Regions from separate parts of the Anser cygnoides genome. Here regions 2 and 3 are each linked to region 1. A link is a contact called in public Hi-C data. All regions are on one chromosome and are shown on one strand. The core of a region is the stretch at or near the end of the contact, and the rest is flanking DNA. Distances in the headings are between cores, read along the strand shown.

Region 1 (2,980 bases), core at 414-2,913:
GGAGGCCAGAAGCCGACCCAAATCTCTGGTTGTCAGTCATCTGAGAGAGCCCAGTGGTGGCCAGGGGAGGAAGAGAGGTGCTGCCAGGACAGCTTTTGGTGACGGTCCCCCAGCAGTGATTTTGTCACTCAGCCTCCCACGTGTGTCGGGTGCCTCTGCCTCGGGCACATGGGCCTTGCACCTCTGCGTTGCGTGCCACCCGTGTGGGCTGCCCGGCCCCACTCCTCTTGCCCCACGGCCTGGCAGGCATTACAACACATGTCGTGTGTGGAAACACTCCCCAGCGTTTGGGCAGATGTACTTCTTCTCATGTCTTCTGGGGCCTCGGTGACTCCTTCCTTCAGGAGACAGCGTTGTCTCCTCACACCGTCCTCCCCGATCCCTTCGTTCAGGACTTTGCAAAAGTCATAGTAAGCTTTGTTTTCCTGCTTGTTCCCAGACATCTCTTTAGAAATGTCACAAGCAGAGACATTCCCAAAGAGCTCTCAGGTATCAAGAAAGAAACGAAGTCAGTAAACAGCCTCCACCGGGCTCTGAGCAACATTGACTTCCCCGAAGAGGAAGATGAGGTTTTCCTTTGAGGCAGCTAATGGCTGTCTCTGCCTGCTGGGAGGAGGTGCAGGCTGGAGTTTCTTCTGGGTATGAGAGACACCAGTAAGATGAGTAATGCAAAAATCACCATTTGTTGAGGTTGAAGCAGTCACCTCAGTCTGAGGACAAACATCCCAGTTACATTTCTCTCTGCAGTACTGGGGAGCACTGGGATCCTCATGGTCACTGGTATGGTCAGTGGAGGCCCAGGACTGCTCCAGAGTCAGGCAGGGCCTCTGCAGTCATGATACCTGCAAGCCTAGGACCAACAGACCAAAGCCACTTGAAGACTTCCTCCAAAAACCTTTCCCAGAGCTGACCTCTCTCTGGAGTGCTGTCTGGGTGCCTCACCAGCACCACTGGGAGCTGCAGCATGGGGCAACTGGATGGTGCAGCACCCACGGGGAGGCACCCAAAACAGAGGAGAGCCTTCGGTGGGACTCACGTGCCGGCTTTGCTGCCTGCTATAGGGGCTTGCCAGAGAAGGGGGTGTTTCACCCGAGCTGTGGAGGCTTGGCAGGTAATAACTGGAGGCATGGGAACATTGATGCAACATGAGCTAGGAAGGTACATAAGGTCAGGACTTTTTAGAAGTCCTGCTTTGTTTTTTCAAGTGACTTACAGAAGATCTGCATTAGTGTGTAGATGGACACTAATGGCTTTGCAGATTTTCATGTCATTCTGGAAAGTCCTGTTTACTTTCATTTGGCTGGTGAAGCTTCTTCCAGGCACACAGGTAGGAGAAAGGAAATATTTTCATGGACTTATTTCCAAGTGGCATCGGCATGTGCCTTTACATGATTGACAGAGGAGATGCAGAACCCTGACATAGTGGGCTGCTGGTGATCAGAGATGTTCTGCTAATGCAGTAAACCATGGCTGTGATTTTTCTAGTCTTTGTGAGGGTTAAGGGGAGGTCAGTGCACATGGATGTGATAAGGACACTTGTGGTAGATGTTCTGAACAGCTGGAGAGCCTGGGCTGATGCAACTGCACAAGAGCAGGTAGTTGTGGATGCATAGTGTTCCTGCTCTGAGCCTAGGGCCATGGTAAGAAATGCACATGTTTGTGCATAAGGCCTTTATTACAATGACCTCACCCATATGTATGCATTTTAATCATGCCAGTGAATGCCGGCTGTGTTTATTTTTAATACAGCGCTTGTTTTGATGTTACAATTGTGATGGTGTGGATCTAATGTTGGTGACTCTTCATCTTAGGCCTTAAAATCCAGAGCTGAAAGTGAAAAGGCACTTTGCATTACTTTAAAATACAAAAGGGAATGTCCCTGGGCAAATTAGTCCTTCATTTCCATTCTAGACTGTAGTCAGCTGTCTGCTGCCTGGAGTCCACAGCACACAAGTAGCTCTGGAGGTCACCCGAGGTCCCTTCTCCTGCAGCCTCCCGCAGCCAGCTGATAGGTGATGGAAAGGCAAACAGACTTTCGGGGGAATGTTCGCTTATACCCTGACCTTCAGTATGACCTCAGGGGTTAAACACAGTATTTGCAAGCCCTGTATTTTATTTAACGTGCTGTTAATTCCCTCTTTCTTGCCCTGGATAGCTCCAAAAAAATCCCCAAGAGGAAAGAATATATTCTAATTCCCAGGTCTAGCAGGGCTTTCCATTAGCCATGGTGGTGGAGTACTTGTTACAGTAGCAGTTTCCACGAGCTTTTCATAGAGGAGAGGTGTTAAAAAAAAAATGAAAAAGAAAAAAGGTCACTGGAGATGTTGGCAGCCAGTCTGTGTGATGGAGCCCCAGGAAGACCAGGGATTTCTGACTTCAGCCTTGCTCTCTCCTGCATAGTGTTGCTGCTGGATCTGCAGAGATCTCACGGTTTTGTAATGCATGACGTGTGCTGGTGATAGACAGGCAAGCCAGCGAGCCGAAGGCAAGCTGCCAGCCTTCCCTTCACTTTGAATGCCCTTGGCTGTCCCGAGACTAGTTCCAAAACATTTAAATCGCTTAAGTGTGCAGTGATGTGTTTTAATTAATGCAGAAGAAGGGGGCAGTAAAATACAGGTCCCTTCAGTACTAATTTGGCCTCGCAGTTGAGGCACAGGTGCTAGAAAGCCAGCAGTGCCTGGATCTGCCTCTGCCTTACTGCAGCATGCACAGTGCTCAGCTTCCCCTGCCTCGGTGGGGCTGACAGTGCTGTCCTGCTACCAATAGGACAAGGTGTGCCATGGGGAAGGTGAGTTTAGTACACAGGCAGTCATGATACCTTCTTGGTGCTCTGTCTAGGAAACAAGCTCTGCAAAGCAGTTAGTTTATTATTAAAAAGCTGGACCTGGAGACAAAGGGCTTCCTGTGACACGCTTTGTGACAAGCTTTACGGTGGAGATTCCTCCAGAGTCCTCCATCCAAAGTGAAGCATCATACGAAG
Region 2 (3,127 bases), core at 520-3,019, 290 kb after region 1:
GCTGACCACGGGGCTGTGTTCAGCAGGCTGTGACACTTCTGCAGTGGTGACAGGGACTGGGAATTGCACAGGCTGTTTTAACAACGGGGTCACCTCAGAGAGCTGCACTCCTGGCTGCAGCACGCCGGCTTTGTACTCTTTGTAAAACCCGTGTAGATTACAGAAGTAGAAAAGGAAGTGTCCCATCTGGAGCCATTTCAGTGGGTTCCTCCCAGCAGGCGAGAAGCAAAGCCTTTACATCCAGGAAACTCTCTTCCTCCCGCGGTTCCCGTCCCCAAAGGCGGTGACAATCCCGCCTCGCGTGGGTGGCGGTGGAGATGGTCCCAAGGTTAAAGCTTTCTAGGAGCGCTGCCGCAGGCGTGCTGGCTGCTAGCGGGGCACGTCTGTCACGCTGTCCCTGCCACGCCTGCGGGCAGAGGAGCGTGCACAAGGCAGGGATGTTCAGCCGCGTACGTGTGAGTTGAGAGGCGTAGCCAACAGATGAGCTCATGGATGTTTGGATTTGGCCTACGTGTACAAGCAGGGGAACCTTCCTGTGTTCATCAGCTCCAGCCGGCGCGTGCAGCGAGCTGACACTGTTCTGATTAGCAGATGCTTGAATTGGTTGCATCTGCTGGTATGTATTAAAGCATAATCCTTTTGATAAGAGCATGTCCGTGAAGGTTTTTAAAGGAAATTTAAAAAGATCCAAGATTATCAGCTCATCACAGATGAACAGGATAAGAGTGACCTTTGCAGGGTATTATTTCTTTCTGTTGTGCTATCATCAGAGTGAAAATAAAACACCACCACTCCTGCTTTTCTTTTTTTCTGGATAACCAAGTTCACAGAAATCTTGGGAAGGTTTGTTTTTCCCTCTTTTTTTTTTTTTTTAATTTCTGCATCCATTTGGGTTTTCTGCCTACGTGCTTGGCTCCACCACCTAGATGACGACTGGTGTTGGATATATTGGACTTTAAAATCTGTGCAGGCATCTCAAACTTGTGTGTGGATAAAGGCAAACATTTACTTTGGGATCAGTGATAAAAAAACAAATAGTACCTCATAATTTGGTCTTTTTTCCTTCTGCATTCGTGATTGTTTTGTTGTGAGTGGTTGAGAGCTGGGCTCTTGCTTTCTAGAGCTGTTCAAGGCCTTCTACCTATTGTTGTGTTTTGTTTTCTATCTTTTTCCCCACAATGGGACCAGGCTGCTGTATACCATCAGCTCAGGAAGCCTGTCATCATTTCCCCATCCTCAGTGTTTGGCACTCGCAGTGGTTTGGCACTCATCTCAAAGGGACCCAGCGCGCTTCACAAGCTGTCCACGTGTCCGGCCAGCAAAGTGCAGCCGCCGCTGGGGCAGAGACCTGCGCTTCGCCGGGCCACTGGCTCTGCTCGCATCCTTACACAGGTCGATGCATCTGAGTGCTTCGGCGGCATTAGATTTACCACTGCGACAGCCCTGTGAAGTACAGAAGCATGCTCTTTCCCAGGTGAGGGAGAGACCGAGGCACTGGGAGATGAGATGACTTGGTTTGTGCAGGGTCACCAGAGGAGCTGAGGGCAGACCGTGGGCTCCCCGCCACCATGTCACTGATTTATCCTCCTCTTGTAGCACGTGTGGATTGAGGGACAGAGAGTACATGGGGACATCTCCTCTCAAGAGGCACAGAGAGGGGTCTCAGGTGTGGGGTGATACATCAGTGTCTCTCTCAGAGTGTGTGAACCGGGCAGAGGCAATAAAAACCCTTAGCTTTCTTCTGTTGGAGGGTGTTGCTTGATACACAGCTACAGTTTTGTGATCTTGCTGCCGTGTCTTGTGAGTAAATCCTGAAGGATTCAAACCCCCAGGCCCAGAAATCTGTAGCCCCCTGGACCTATAGCATCACTGATGTCACCAGCACTTGAGGAGTGGGAAGTTGTTTTCCCCACCTGTGTAATTCTGAAGGAATTTTATGAAGTTGCACTTAGTCCTGTGGCACAAATCAGTGATTTTTTTGCCCTCTGCAAAGAAATAGCTGGCACATTTGGAAATGAAAGCACATGGATTATTTCTTCCCACCATCAATGTCTGTCAATTGGCTCCTCCAGATGTACAAATTGAGTCCAGCATCTGCTTTCAAGGGTCTGAGGGAGGGGTACGTGCATGTAAAAATCAGTGGCTGGGGAGGAGGGAGCAGACCTGTGTCCCTCGGGGAGCTGCGGTGTGGAGCTGGTCCTCCTCACCTCCCCATGGCCCATGGGCTGGCCCCAGGCACACGCAGGGAGCTCCAAGCTCCAAGCCCACTGCGTGTCAACCTGAACTTTTGCTCTTCCAATCTGTACTGTAACCAGGATCCCTGACCTGAAAGGCGGATTGTTTGGCTGATACACACAGATAAGTGCCAAGGCTAATTCTAGGAGAAGGGAAGCAGGAGGGGCGGTCAGGAGAGGTAAGGAAGGAGAACAGGAAGGGTCAGTCTGCTCAAGATGCAAGGCACAAGTCCATAGGAAATGAGGCTTCCTTTGCTCTGCTCTTGATGGTTGCTGTTCCTTTTGTGTTGGCTGTTTCTCCTCTGCACACCCTAGGAACCAGCTGCGTTTCCCTCCCAGTCAGGGAAAGGAAATAGCTCAGAGCCAAGGGAACAGCACAGCAACTTAGAGAAACACCTGCATGGCAATGCATCACTTGGGACTTTGCTCCCACTGTGCCTGCACTGGATGTCTGCCCCAGGCCATTCCCACCACAATGGGAGTGATGATTTTGTGCTTTGTGTGTTACGCCTGCAGCAAGGAGAGCGTTGCCTCGATAGTTGCCTTTCAGCTTAACTCTATCCAGAGACCACCAAAGGGCTGGCACTGATGCTGCTGATGTGAGTTCCTGTTGAGTTGTGCTCTTGAAAAGAGGAGGGCAACTAATTTCTGTGGTTGCAGTTTCTAAATACATTTGAAAGGTGAAGGCTTAAATATTCTAGGGAGCCCTAGCATTTATAGTATGGCCTTTACAAGTTTATCTTGGTTGCTTCCTGGTGCCAGTTTGCGTAAGCTGTTGCAGATTTCGCACATTTATCTTTGTAATGCCTTAAGGAAGGAGAGATTTGATTCTTCTTCTGTTCTACAAATGAAAAGCTGAAGCAGAGCTGATGCACAGAAATGCAGCTCATTGT
Region 3 (3,033 bases), core at 71-2,570, 340 kb after region 1:
ACATTCTCATACTTGACCAGAGCCCCAGTAAAACATGCCTGCACTAATTCCAGAAACGAGCAGCGCAGAACTGTACACACTTGGTGTAGTGTGCGGAGCCATTCCTTCCTTTTTGCCTTGCTGTCTCAGAGGATCGCAGTTCCAGTAGCTGGATGCTCTTCTATATACGAGATGAGTTTAGAAACAAAGTCCCAAGATACAATTTTCTGCATCTGTGTTAGGCACCAAGACGAGTGATTCAATCTTCTAAATGCTGGTCTCATAGCATTTCCAGCAAGCTTCACTGAACTGCACAGCTTCATAATTCAGATGCTGTTATGTGCGTGTGTGTGTGTCTGTAAATATCTCTACTTTATGTATGTTTGTATACTGTATGTATTGTATGTGTGTATACAGCACACTCTGGACTATATTCTTGCAGAATCTTCGTCTTGTTCTCCCAACAACTGTTTTTCTGTGGGTACCTAAAGCAGAGCATGGAAAGGGTATGCTACCAGGACTGAGGCTGAAGGAGGGAAAATAGGACATAGCAAGCATGCCCAAGTGAAAGAAGTAATGTAAGTTTAATGCAAAGAGTTCCCAGAGATTGACCTCTTCTGTATCAGGCCTAAGGCCCTTCGTAGGTCTTGAAAGCATTTTCAGTACCACCAGTGCCTCAGATGAGTTTACTTTAAACTACAAGGCAAACCTATAAAGCCTTTTCTGTGTAACTGCTAGAGGATCTCGGAAAACTAATTTCCACATCAGAGTGCAGTGAACTATGACACTTGGCTTAAGAGAGCGCCAGTAGCTTGCTATCCTGCGTGTGGAACAGCACACCGAGCAGCGCAGAGCAGACTGCAGGTCTGTGCTGGCTACAAGCCACGCTAACAATAACGAGTTCTGCAAATGCCTCTCTAGTCGTGCATATTTTAAAACATAATTTTAATAACTGAAGGCTTAATACTATACTTCCAAAGTCTTAATGTTGTTTACACAACATACAAATTAGACCAATTCTGACAAGCCCTGACCCTCTGTCAGGTGCAGTTATGAGCTTGTTCTGTAACAGCACCGGACTTTCAGGAACTGCAATAAACAAACACATGAAATAAAAAGCCCTGTGGTGAACTCCAACCAGGGCAGTAGATCAACTGGAGGCTGTCTGCCTGCTGCAGAGCACCGCTCCATCTTCTCTGATGAATCACCGCCTTGCGAATGGCATTAAAAAAACATGAGCCAGAGAGCAAAAAGGGTGTTATCTAGATGTAATGAACTCCTGAACTGACGTGGAGAACGTGGCATGCTGACAAGGTGTCATCAGCTATGAAGCAGGACAGGCCCCCTCACCTCTAAAGCCCAGCGATAGGTATCACAAAAAAACCACTGCTATCTGAAGCAGGATCTGTGGAGCCAGCCGCGCATGGTTGCCCCATTAACATTTCATGTGCAAAGAGATGAGGCTGCGAATGCTTAAAAGTCTCCCAGTGGCTAAACTGCAAGGCTTTTCTATTTTCTTTAATTGAAGACTTAGCACGCAAGCCTGTGTGCGCACATAATCTTCAGCCTGGAGATTTCAAGCTGTTAGGTAAATGAAATATTTCAATGAGAACTTTTGGGGGTTTTGTCACTGGTTCCTGCTAGCCCTTAGTAAATTAGGAATAAATACTTGCAAAGAGAGTTTCATTTTTCTTTAGCACTATTGTGTGATGGCATCTGGACAGATAATGCAGCCACGAAGTGGAACTCCTTTATAAAGAAGTGCAAGTAGGAGCTCTTCTGAGGCTTGCAGGCAGAACCCTGCAGCTTCATATCAGTAGTCAGCAGTATTTCAAACAGTGAGAAGATAATGGTCACTCTGAAAGGTGAGAATTGGATTTCAGCGGTGGGATTTCAAAGCCAGGTGCCATTCCAGCAATTGTGACCACAGCTGGCTGCAGGAGAGTCACAGAGAAGGGAGGCCTGGGTCAAATCACTCTTAAAGACTTAGTGCATCTGTATGGTTGTAAAAAAGGTTTTTAAAGTGGGGAATGAATATAATCTTCAACTGCTACCAGGAGGACTTGCTAAAAAGATGCAGGGCAGTATCAGCCAGACAAGTTGTGGACAGATGTCTGATTTTTTCAGTGTATTAGTGCCTACAAAACACAAGTATTCTGCTTCACTTTAATTTTCCTCGCTTGCAATTAAGTGAATGTGGATGTCTCTCATGCTTTTCTGCTCACCTTGAAACACTGAACCACTCTGGTTGTCAAAGGGTGCTCAGTGGTTTTTAAAAAGCCAAGTTCCTTTGAGATGTCTGGCAGCAAGGCGTATCAGTGTCTTCATCAACTGTTGGTTTAGTTTTTTTTTAACGTGATTCGAAGTGCTGCGAGGTGCTAATCAACTTATTTTTTAGTCTGTCCTGCCCTCTTGTGAAACCAGATGTTGCGCTTAAACCCTGAGAAGGGGAAAGTGAACCCAACCAGTGTTATCTGTAGATGAGAAGCTTGCAAAAAAAGTAATGCAAACTGCACAAATGGAGAAAAATCTGATAAGTCTATGGTCTAAGGCATTCCTTCAACACAGACAAGTCTTTAAAGGCATGTCTTTTTTAAGTGCCACCCCACTGTAAATGGCTCTTGCTAGCCACCAACATCCACTCTGCCGCTCAGCTGAGCTCCAGCTGTTCAGATCCTTCCTGCTTTGTGAATTAATGTAAGGGACAAACGTAAGGGACAAATGTAAGGGACAAAAGCTGTTGAGAGAAGAGACGAGGGGAGGAGGCCGGGCAGCCCTGCGGCTCGCACGCAGCTGCCGGCAGCGGCTCTTTCAGCATTGGACAGAGCTCTGCAGGGCGGCCGGGACAGGACGGGAGAGCGAACTCCCCGGGCTGTGTCGGGCACCAGAAACACTTCCAGGGGCATGTAGCATTGGGCCAGACCTTGCTGAGATCTGGGAGAGTTTCATCACAGGTAAAGCAGCACCAGTGAAGAAGAAATCACAGCAGCTTCCCTGGGGAAAAGCTTCTCCAGAATGTAGTTCTGGCTGGATGGGGACTTCAGGAACGCGCAC

What was found. A called contact is a pair of places that touch in the nucleus more often than the background predicts.
Region 2: a Hi-C map of liver shows a contact between it and region 1, with 2.9 times the contacts expected there. The contact joins two enhancer-like sites. A contact is called at or near these places in 2 of 7 Hi-C or Micro-C datasets (both in liver).
Region 3: a Hi-C map of liver shows a contact between it and region 1, with 1.7 times the contacts expected there. The contact joins two enhancer-like sites. A contact is called at or near these places in 2 of 7 Hi-C or Micro-C datasets (both in liver).

What each region holds. Positions count from the first base shown.
Region 1 is chr9:16,303,089-16,306,068 of Taihu_goose_T2T_genome, reverse strand. It overlaps the pseudogene LOC136791464. Among named protein-coding and RNA genes, the nearest start is that of BCL6, 36 kb to the left of the region's middle. Within about 2 kb of position 1,663, at least 2 of the 3 cell types and tissues checked have open chromatin away from gene starts, as enhancers often do. A contact at or near this core is called in liver, where this site is marked.
Region 2 is chr9:16,017,348-16,020,474 of Taihu_goose_T2T_genome, reverse strand. All of the region lies in intron 7 of LPP (LIM domain containing preferred translocation partner in lipoma), which reads left to right. Among named protein-coding and RNA genes, the nearest start is that of LPP, 170 kb to the left of the region's middle. Within about 2 kb of position 1,769, at least 1 of the 3 cell types and tissues checked has open chromatin away from gene starts, as enhancers often do. A contact at or near this core is called in liver, where this site is marked.
Region 3 is chr9:15,962,763-15,965,795 of Taihu_goose_T2T_genome, reverse strand. The region is part of intron 8 of LPP (LIM domain containing preferred translocation partner in lipoma); the gene reads left to right. Among named protein-coding and RNA genes, the nearest start is that of LPP, 230 kb to the left of the region's middle. Within about 2 kb of position 1,320, at least 1 of the 3 cell types and tissues checked has open chromatin away from gene starts, as enhancers often do. A contact at or near this core is called in liver, where this site is marked.